Regions from separate parts of the Mus musculus genome. Here all the other regions are linked to region 3. Evidence: chromatin contacts called from public HiChIP or PLAC-seq and promoter capture Hi-C data. All regions are on one chromosome and are shown on one strand. Each heading gives the region's core, a stretch centred on a gene start, on an enhancer-like site or on the middle of the called end of the contact. The rest is flanking DNA. Distances are from core to core; before and after follow the strand shown. Region 1 overlaps Ltbp1 (latent transforming growth factor beta binding protein 1). Region 2 holds the start of Rasgrp3 (RAS, guanyl releasing protein 3). Region 3 overlaps Ttc27 (tetratricopeptide repeat domain 27).

Region 1 (3,078 bases), core at 134-2,633, 520 kb before region 3:
TGTTTTATGCCTCTGTATAAAATATGGCCTATGGCTGGCAATATGGCTCAATGGGTAAAGATGTTTTCTGGCAAGCCTGTTGACCCAGACCTACAGGATCTCACTACACACACACACACACACACACACACACACACACACACATACACACACACACACACACGATAAGTAAATGTAATAAAAGTTTAAAAAATGGCTTAGCAGCATTCTCTACCAGGCTCTGTAGCTGTGCTTCAGTTAGAAAATGCCTGCAGAGTATTCTCCACTGGACAGATGTATCACAGCTCATCAGTCGGCTCCAGACACAGGCAGTTTCATTTCTCCTTATGGTGTTTGGTTTTCTGTCACTCAAACACATCCATAAGATGTGTTCCCCAAAAGAGTTAGTGACCCCAGTATTCATATGCATTTGTATCTTCAGACTGCTTAGTTGCAATCTAAAAGGACAACAATTCTAATATACTGACCACTATTAAAATATGATTGAAATGTGTGCCTTTGTGCCACTGCCATTTCCATTGAGACTGTAACAAAAAAATGAAAGCGAGGGCCACTCTGACCAATAATACCAGAGCTCTCAAGAATGCTTCTAAGGTGGATGTATGCTGTAGTACAAGAGACTACCAACAGGGGGCACTCTCCCAACACTGCAGTTAACCCATTAGTTAACCCATTAGGTAAGCACCTGACATGCATACATTTTAGAAGGGAGCTCTCCATCAAGACCTTATGTTCAGTTACCTTACAACATGGCTTTCTGAATGATTTATCCATCGGGAGTAAAATTCTTTACATAGTCTAATTATAAACACGGCGATTCCTGGGTACTATAGAATCTAGTGTTCAAATGTGTCTGCCTTTCATTGCTCACAGAAAAAAGTTTATCTTCGTTTGATAACAACAGTATATATGTATATATGCATGTATGCATATATATGTATATATATTATATATGTGTGTATATGTATGTTTGTGTGTGTGTGTATATATATATATATATATATATTCCAAAAACATTAAGTTTATGCTTTATTTGGGCAAGAATCATTGGCCAACTGGGTATATATGACCCATGACCCATCCGGCCCGTCAATGTGCATGGCTGACACTGCTTTCATTTGATTTGCAACCCTCACTACTAACTCTAAAACCACGTCCTGTTGCCTGCATCAGCACACCATACAGGAACACTAAAAGGTTTCAGCTTCAATTCGCCACTCTGTTACTTTCATGTTTCAAAAAAAAATGCTGTGCATTTCAAATGCACTTTGAGTTCTGGGGGAGCGAGGACTTGATCACACTAAACCCACAGAGTCTGGAGGCAAGATGCCTGGATCTGACTCTGGCATTGAGCAGGCCTTGACAATGCAGGCTACTCCTCCTCAGCCACATCTCCTCCAGCAGGAGGCAGTGGTTGTGCATCTAAGATAGAGCCAACCGGGCGGGCGCCTTTCAACAATTCCTGGCACCGAGACCCATGAAAACCAAGCAGGAAATGTCTAATCAAAGATCCCACATTCTGATAACTCCGAGTTCCTTCCAGCCTGGCATGAAAACTTCCCAGAGAGCAAAGCCTGCCTCTCCCTTCTCTCATCTGAAATATGGATACAGTGGTTTATTTGGTTTGAACTTATTTGGTTTTCTTAACAGCCTTGCCTTTCAGATTCTCAGTTCACAGGATGATAAATGGATCAAATATCGATGTCCTCCCAAAAGAGACTCCAGCAACTGACATTGTAAGGGCAGGTAGAGAAGGTATTGCAGAAGTGGACGGGAAGAAGAGGAGGCAGGGTGGGAACAAGATAGGGAAGCCTGTGGAGTTCTAGAAGGCAGAGGTTGTTAGCACATGCCACCACACCACTGACACACGCCCTTCACCTTACCACCAATAATCAGGGGCTTTCTCCTAAACGAGCCTGCCATTTGGCCCCTTTAACTAGCTGAAGGCTGCCATCAAATCCAGAATGGCCCCCAAAGTGAACAAAATTACACAAGAACATAGTTCTTCTTGTGTGAGGTTCTCCTAACATAAATCCTTCACCCTCCACTCACTTCCCCCCCCCCATGCAGTGCCAACACACAAGGCAGAGTCTAGCTTCTGAGAGCTCAAGGAATGAGCCACTCCCACAGCCTCCACGTGCCAGTCTTCCCAGACTTGCCGCTTGAGCAAGAGTTAATGCCTATGACCTATTGGACCAGAAGTGTGAAGGCCTGTTTTGAGCCAGAGCTGTACTTTACACGGCACTTTAATGCTCAAAGCTGATGGCAGGCACTGCGATTTATTCTTCAAACTCCCCCAGCCTTGTTTCCATCAGTAACCAATCGTTCCCTAAAACAGGGTGGTCCTCCTTCAGAAACTGGAAGGTTCAGCGATGGCAGGCTGGGTTAATCCAGAGTTTAAATTAACAAAGGACAATGCTGTCCTTCTCAATAGTCTAGAAATGCAGAAATCGTGCGTTTAGAGGACTCAGAGACAGCGTTCCGAGCATGCAGTTTTAAAACGCGCACATTCTTTGGTTCCTCTGAAACACTAGTGACTATCATTGTGAGGGCAGGTTTGAACCTCCTCAGATGCTGCTCAGTGTCTCACTAGCTGTTGGACATACACTGGAGGCATGTTCACCAAGACTTGTCAGAATGCAGAACCCTGTACTCTCATCCTTCCAACCTCAGAACCAGGGCTGGAGTTCAGATGAGACTCTCTGCTCACTGGCTTGATCTTTATGTTTATGGAGCAGCAGTGTAGAAGAGAAAATTGTATAACAACAATCATTTCTACATCCGTGGATTCATGATCAGCTATTAGGTAGCTATATATTTTATAAGAGCCTTTGAATTTGATTACATTAGAAAACACAGCTGACTTGAATCTAGTGTACATGAGTGAGTAAGTGTGTGTGTGTGTGCGCGCGCGTGCGCGAGCTCTTGTACGCCATGTGTGTGAAGGTGCCTGCAGAGGCTAAAAGAGGGCATTAGATCTTCCGGACCTTGGGTTACAGATAGTTGTGAGCCACCTGACATGGTACTGAAAACCAAACTCAAGTCCTCCGGAGTATCAGCAAGTGCTTTCTCTCAGTC
Region 2 (3,149 bases), core at 584-3,083, 590 kb before region 3:
ACCTGGCTGGCTAGCCCACCAAGCATTCCTGTGAGCGCTGAGGATTGAAGCTTCAATCTTCCTTTGCATAGGAAGGAAGAGCTTTAATCAAAGCGTCTGCTCAGCTGGCAAAGACGTTTAACAATTTTGGGAGGGACAGGTTCAACCGATAGCAGAATCAGGGTTATTGAGAGCGAGGTCGCCATCCCCAGAGCCATGTGTGTGGTAGCTCAATAGAACAACTTGGGTTCAGAACTGACTTTGGAAATACCGTGCTGCCATGGGAAACCAACGTGGAGAGTGATTTGCTTAGCTCTCTCACGGAAATCTCGAGTCACTGTGTTTCCCTTTGTCTCTTCAAAGCGTTTCAAAACAGTACAAACAAAACAGTCATGCTTTTCCTGTGTTTTTAAAAAAATATCTCTGTGAACCTATTTCCATGGAATGACTTACAAATTTCTAGTCAGAAAAACAATATAAAACAGCACAACAACAACAACAACAAAATACCCACTTAAATTCTTTCAGCAGAGAAAAGGGCCAAAGAGAGCCACCATGACTTAGAAGGAAGCCCCGGGCTCCGCACCAGTTCTGGTGGGCTCACAGTTCTGCTTTTTTAACTTTGCTATCTTCTTGCTGCAAACTCTAAACACACAAATCTCATGCAAGGAGAGGCAGAAAGAAAAGCAACCTGTTTCCTTCTCAACAACTGGCAGAGCCTACTTCTTGGTCAGTCACTGTGCTGACATCAATCAAGCGTCATTACCACGCAAAGGTGGAGGTTATCTGCCCTGGAAGCACACAGGCTCATCATTTAAACAAAAGCATTCACGTAATGCCAAGGGATGTCCCTCGGCATGTCCCCAGAAGCCTTCCAAGTTTTTGTGAGCATCATCAACTCTTTTAGGTTTATTTAATTTCCCTCCCACCTTTCCATTTCTAAGCACAAGGATATTTTTTCAAGACCCTCAAAATTTATACAGCAGAAAGGTTTTGGAAAAAAACTCAGATGTAAATAATTGCTATGAATAATTCCTGTCTCTGGAAAAGCTCAGGGCTTGGATGTTGCCTTTATGTTTTAGAAGTTCATCATTGTTTAAGAATGATTGATTAAGAAAGGAAACTTTGTACCAGATGAATTTTCATCTTCACAGCTGTACACAAAACTTAAATTTCAGCAAAATAACTTCAGCAATGGTTTGGTTGTGTTTAAAGACATGGTTATTAAGTATATTCTAAACCAGTATTCCTCAAAGAAGTGACCGACAGATTACTGACCAGCCTGACACAAAGCACAAATAGTGTCAGGCAGATGTTTTCAAAAATGACCGTCAGGGAGATTATAGATGATGCTGAGATTTAAGGAAGTCACCACAAGAAAACAACTTCCGTAAAATACACACTTGCTACCAGAAGCTCAGGATGCCATTGCTGACTCTGACGGCTGGCTACTCTTCAGAGACACAAGCAAAGCTCGTGTTACAGTTATAGTAGGACCTGCCCTCAGATCACAAATATTGCCTGTGCCCAATAAGCAAAGCCAAGGAAACGTGAGAAATAGCAAGACGCAAACTTAAAAGGGACACATACCCGAATCCGCAGTCATGTAGTCAGTGGAAGTTCACAAGAGGTGTGGATCCTCCTTTCACCAGGTTCTTGAAAGTCTCTTCAAGGTGCCTGAACCCCTCAAGATGGCTGGGCTCCCCCTGAAAGAGCTGTTGTCCCCTCCATTGCTCAAGTCCAATTCATAAGTGAAGAGGAAAAGCAAAATAATAAAAAGAAGAAGAAAGAAAGAAAGAGATTTGCAAGCCTATTCGTGCCCAACAAACCACTACCTTGAAGGGGCTAGGCTTTGAGCTCAATGAAGTAAAGGCTGTTTGGCTAAATGGCAGGCCCACTTCCTCCTATTCTTTCCCTACTTAGTTTTCCGGCCTCCAGTGGAGCGCTGTTTTTTTCCCCTTTCCTGTGCTATAAATAAGCTGCTGCTGTGAGTACCGAGGAAAGAGGAGGCAGGAAATGTATTTGATTTCAAAAGGCAGTCAGAGGTGTGTGTGTTAGGTGTGTGTGTGTGTGTGTGTGTACAGTGTGCATGTGTGTGTGCGCACGTGTGCATGTGCACACATATGCATGTATGAGTGTGTGTGTGTGTTCCTTCCAAGTCTGCACTGGTAAACACACTGAAGAAAATTTAACCTAAATAATTCAACTTTAGTGTGAGCCATTGAGTTGTGACTTAACTGGTCCCTCAGTCTCTACTTGACTAGAAGTTGTCACTTCCCACCAGCGAAGCTTGAATTCAGAAATAATAGCATTTTCTGTGTAAACTACCACGAGCAGATTCACACTGCATCCTTCATTTCCTGAAAGACAAATTTGTGGGAGTGGGGGGGGGGTGCCTGAATACCAGGAGGAAGACCTGGTTCTGTTCTGTTCTTTTGCTTTCTGTCTTATTTTTTTCTTTCCTTTCCTTTCCTTTCCTTTCCTTTCCTTTCCTTTCCTTTCCTTTCCTTTCCTTTCCTTTCCTTTCCCTTCCCTTCCCTTCCTTTCCTTTCCTCAGACAGTTTAGACGATGCCTTACTACACAGCCCAAGCTAGGCTCAAACTCGTGATCCTCTTGCCTCACCGCTCAAATACTAGGATTACAAAGTGAGCACCATGTCAGACTCATTCTCTCCTTTCATTTAAAAATATGTTGAGGCTGGAAAGCTGACTCAGCAGGTTACAAGCACTTGCTAGCAACCCTAGGGGCTAGAAAGTGTTTTCCAGTACCCATAGAATAAGCCCAGCATCCCACAAATGCCTGTAACTCCAATTCTGAGAGTGCCAACACCCTCCTCTGGCCTCTACAAAGTGACCCCTCCAGTGTGTGTGTGTGTGTGTGTGTGTGTGTGTGTGTGTGTTCACACACACATGCAGAGGAATTATAAAAGTCTTTAAGAGAAAAAGTAGAGAATTTCTTGAGTCAAAATACCAAAAAAAAGAAAGAAAAAGAAAGAAAGAAAGAAAGAAAAGAAAAAAGGAATATACCTTCTGAATCTAATATGAATGGGAAAAACAGACATAGCTTTTCTGCATTCTTGCAATCCAAATTCCCTCATATTATTGACAATGCAAGCAAACCCCAAAATAATAGCATTTTTTCCCACATAACAGACGAGCAGCTAAAACTT
Region 3 (3,435 bases), core at 246-2,745:
TGAGCTCAGGCTAGACCAGTCTACATAGTAAGTTCCAGAACAGTCATGAATACATAGAGAGACCCTGTCTTCAAAAGGCAAACAAAAAGATCAGTTGCTGACCTGAAATCTCTCCTGTGTTTTAAAATGAATATCCAGCTAGCCATAAATGTCCAACTTATTAGGACTTCTAAGTGTCTCCTAAGACCTACTTTCTGATTTTTCATTTAATCTACTGTGTTACTAGGTGTTCTACTGCTATGAAGAGCTGCCACAAGGACAGGACAGCAATTAACTGGGGCTCGCTTAAAGTTTTTCAGAGGTTTACTCAATTTTTAACATGATGAGGAGCATGGCAGCATGCAGGCAGACATAGTGCTGGATAAATAGCTGAGAGCTGAGAGTTCTACATCCAGATCCACAGACAGCAGGGGTGGAGGTAGGGTGGGAGGAGAGGGAGGAGGGGGAGGGGGAAAAGAGAGGAGAGGAGAAGAGAAGAGAAGAGGGGAGACAGAGACAGAGACAGAGACAGAGACAGAGACAGGTCCCAGCCTGAGCTTGAAATGTGCAAAGCCACACCTTCTAATCCTTTCAAGTGGTGGCACTCCCTAGTGATCAAGCAATCAAATCTACAGGTGTTCTCATTCCAACCAGCACAGCTGCTGGGTATTTAAGAGCATGTTCTTTACTTTTCATCATTCTGTAAATTTTTTGTTTTACTTTTGTTTTTGTTTTCTTTTTGGTTGTTGTTGTTTTCCTGTGGAAAAGATACTTTATAAAATATTCCTTTCAAATCTACTGAGACTAATTTGAGAGTTAACCTCATCTAGAAAGTGCACTTGAGGAAAACACGGAAGCCATAGTTTTAGTTTTACAGAGTACTACAGGCATTTGTATAAAATTCAATAATGTGAAAACGCTTGCTTCTGTAATTCCACAGGTGCCTCTTTCTAATGTTTATGTCAACAGACTGTCTTTAGATATTGTGTACTTCATATGTAAACCAAATTCTTTAAACGAATTCATTACAAACTGTACAGAAAACCAACTGTAGATGAAGCATGTAGAAAACAAAGAGTTTATTGTAATAAACCTATTACAATAATGTTTATGCACTGAATCGAGTGTGACATGTGTCCCTTCATCCAGGCTGAGTCAGCATCTGACTTGATGAGTCAGCATCCAAACACTCCACACCCCTGTCAGAAGCTCCCGAAGGGGAGGCTTGCAGTGACAAATCCCTGGAGGTTTAAAACCTGACAATGTCCTAATTTGCCCCTCACCTCTTTTGTTAAGTTGTGTTAAATGGCCTGGGCTGGCCTCACACTGTGACCCTCAGCCTCAGCCTCTCAGTACTTGGACACCGCTGTTCCCAGCTGCTCGGTTTTCTTGGCTGGCAGATGGTGGGGCTTGTGTTGTTTGGTTTTGTGTTTTATGCTCAACATCTATGTCTCCCCTCTATGCCAGACCACGCTTGAGGAATGTACCAAGTGCAGCTGTGTGAGCACCACACAGGTCCTGGAAGAGCGAAGGCCTCACACATAACAGAGAGGCAGTTCTAACATAAACAAACGCTGGCCAGTCTGGCAAAAGAGCATTTCCATCTTCTCCCCTAACACACTAACCTTGACGTCCTCAGCCAAATCTCATCACAGTCTTGGCCTGCTGCACAGAGTTCAGCCCTCTGAATCCTGGAGGTCTTCAGAGCAGGAAGGAATAGGACTACCTCGGGTCCTGTTACAAAAACTTCCAGATGGGCTTCAGGCCAGAAATGAAGCAATTTCCCACCTCCACTGTTTGCCTAACTCTGCTCTACTTGGAGTTCTCCAAGTAAGATGCTGTTTCCTGGACTGATAACCTAACTCTTGGATTCCCAAAAGCCTCATTAGGAAGAGAAGACAGAAGCTGAGCATTTTCCTTTGTGTTCCTTCTTGATAACAAAAACAAAACAAAAAGCTCTAAGGGGTTGTGATGGATTGGTGCTAGGAAAATGGCTCAGTGAGTAATGTCCTTGCTCAAAATGTGAAGCCCTCAGTTTGAATCTGCAGCACCCCTCGTACCAGGTGCGCCTATAATCCTAGAACTAGGGAGGCAGAGACAGGAGGATGGCTGGGGCTCACTGGCTGTCTATGCTTGCCAGGTGCACAGGTTCCACCTCAGTGAGAGACCCTGCCTATGAAAATAAGGTGATGAGGCACAACTAACACGGGATCACTGGCCTCCACAGGCACATGTATGCATACATCTGCATGTGTATACTCACGAGCACACACACACGTACACACACGTACACACACGTACACACACACACACACACACACACACACACACACACACACACACACACACGTGCGAGCCAGATTTCCAGCCCTGGCTTTCCTGCCTTCTACTGCCTGCCAGCTAAAACACATCTACTTTATTAGCTTACCTTGCTGAGCCTCAGGTTCCTCCAGTAAAACAGAGATAGCATCTATTTTCCAAAGCTGTAATTTATACAAAGTGAGCCTGTTTCCTCTCTCTTTCTCTCAGGTAATACTCAATCATCATTTATTCTCAGACTTTAATTTGGTTGGCAACCTGCCCTGCTGACCATCAATAGCACCTTTTCATGACTCCAAAGAAAATATCTGCCAGAAATCTACACAAAGAATACCACCGACACACAGCTACACGGGACAGTTTTGTGATACTCGAGGAAAGCGACAGTGAGCTGTGGTAACAGAAGCCTCAAAGCTGTTTCTTAGTTGGGGGAAGGGTGGTGGCTCAACTGACTAAACTGGAACATAAATAGGACTCTGCAGTGACAAAAATGGGAGTCGGATTATATTAGAATATATAACAGTCAAAATGTATAAAGCTAAAAAAATCTCCATGTTTTATTACTAGTAACTTATACCTCAACTAAGAACACTTTATTAGAAACAATTCACTAGCATATTAACCTGATGAGGAGAGGTACCTCACATAAATCCTCCCTCAGTCAGACACTAAGGCACACTGCCACTGACTGTCCTTCAACTTCCACTAACCAGATCCACTTCCTGGGCCTCATGCTCAACTGACGCCATGCTGAAGAATCTTTAGTGTCCACTCCAAGTACCGTGTGCTCTATAAAGATAATCTGTGTTAAGTGGCAGGAACATACTAAGCAATCAGTTGTGTTACTTCTTAAAAACAAATAAGATATTAATATATAAAACTGAAATTCCTTTTCCAAATGATTGCCAACTTACCAAGAATAAGACTAAAACCAAGAAACCAGGGAGAAATGTGGCTCACAGAGATGGATGTGTGCGCCTGGCTGCTCACTGTTTACTAGGATAGAAACCTGCAAGCTGAATAAAGACTAATTATGAACACAAAAATCAGGTTCAATGACCACTAAGAAAGGGTATATATGTAAACACAGATGTCATAAAGTACAGATGCTAGAAAAGTAGTATTATTACAGAATGC

Evidence for each region. Promoter capture Hi-C pulls out the DNA fragments that hold promoters and counts their contacts. HiChIP or PLAC-seq counts read pairs in DNA pulled down with a chosen protein or histone mark.
Region 1: a contact with region 3 is called in a CTCF HiChIP or PLAC-seq map of the NIH/3T3 cell line, with 6 read pairs. The contact joins two enhancer-like sites.
Region 2: a contact with region 3 is called in a promoter capture Hi-C map of the 3T3-L1 cell line, with 3 times the contacts expected there. The contact joins the promoter of Rasgrp3 here to the enhancer-like site in region 3. A contact is called at or near these places in 7 of 39 promoter capture datasets (the 3T3-L1 cell line, cranial neural crest, hippocampal neurons and 4 more).

The regions. Positions count from the first base shown.
Region 1 is chr17:75,367,861-75,370,938 of GRCm38.p6, reverse strand. The region is part of intron 31 of Ltbp1 (latent transforming growth factor beta binding protein 1); the gene reads right to left. Among named protein-coding and RNA genes, the nearest start is that of Rasgrp3, 67 kb to the left of the region's middle. Within about 2 kb of position 1,383, at least 17 of the 459 cell types and tissues checked have an H3K27ac peak or open chromatin away from gene starts, as enhancers often do. A contact at or near this core is called in the NIH/3T3 cell line, where this site is marked.
Region 2 is chr17:75,434,589-75,437,737 of GRCm38.p6, reverse strand. Rasgrp3 (RAS, guanyl releasing protein 3) reads right to left here and starts at 1,833. Exons shown (of 17, transcript NM_001166493.1): 1 at 1,570-1,833.
Region 3 is chr17:74,844,426-74,847,860 of GRCm38.p6, reverse strand. The region is part of intron 16 of Ttc27 (tetratricopeptide repeat domain 27); the gene reads right to left. Among named protein-coding and RNA genes, the nearest start is that of Gm31759, 100 kb to the left of the region's middle. Within about 2 kb of position 1,495, at least 81 of the 459 cell types and tissues checked have an H3K27ac peak or open chromatin away from gene starts, as enhancers often do. A contact at or near this core is called in the NIH/3T3 cell line, where this site is marked.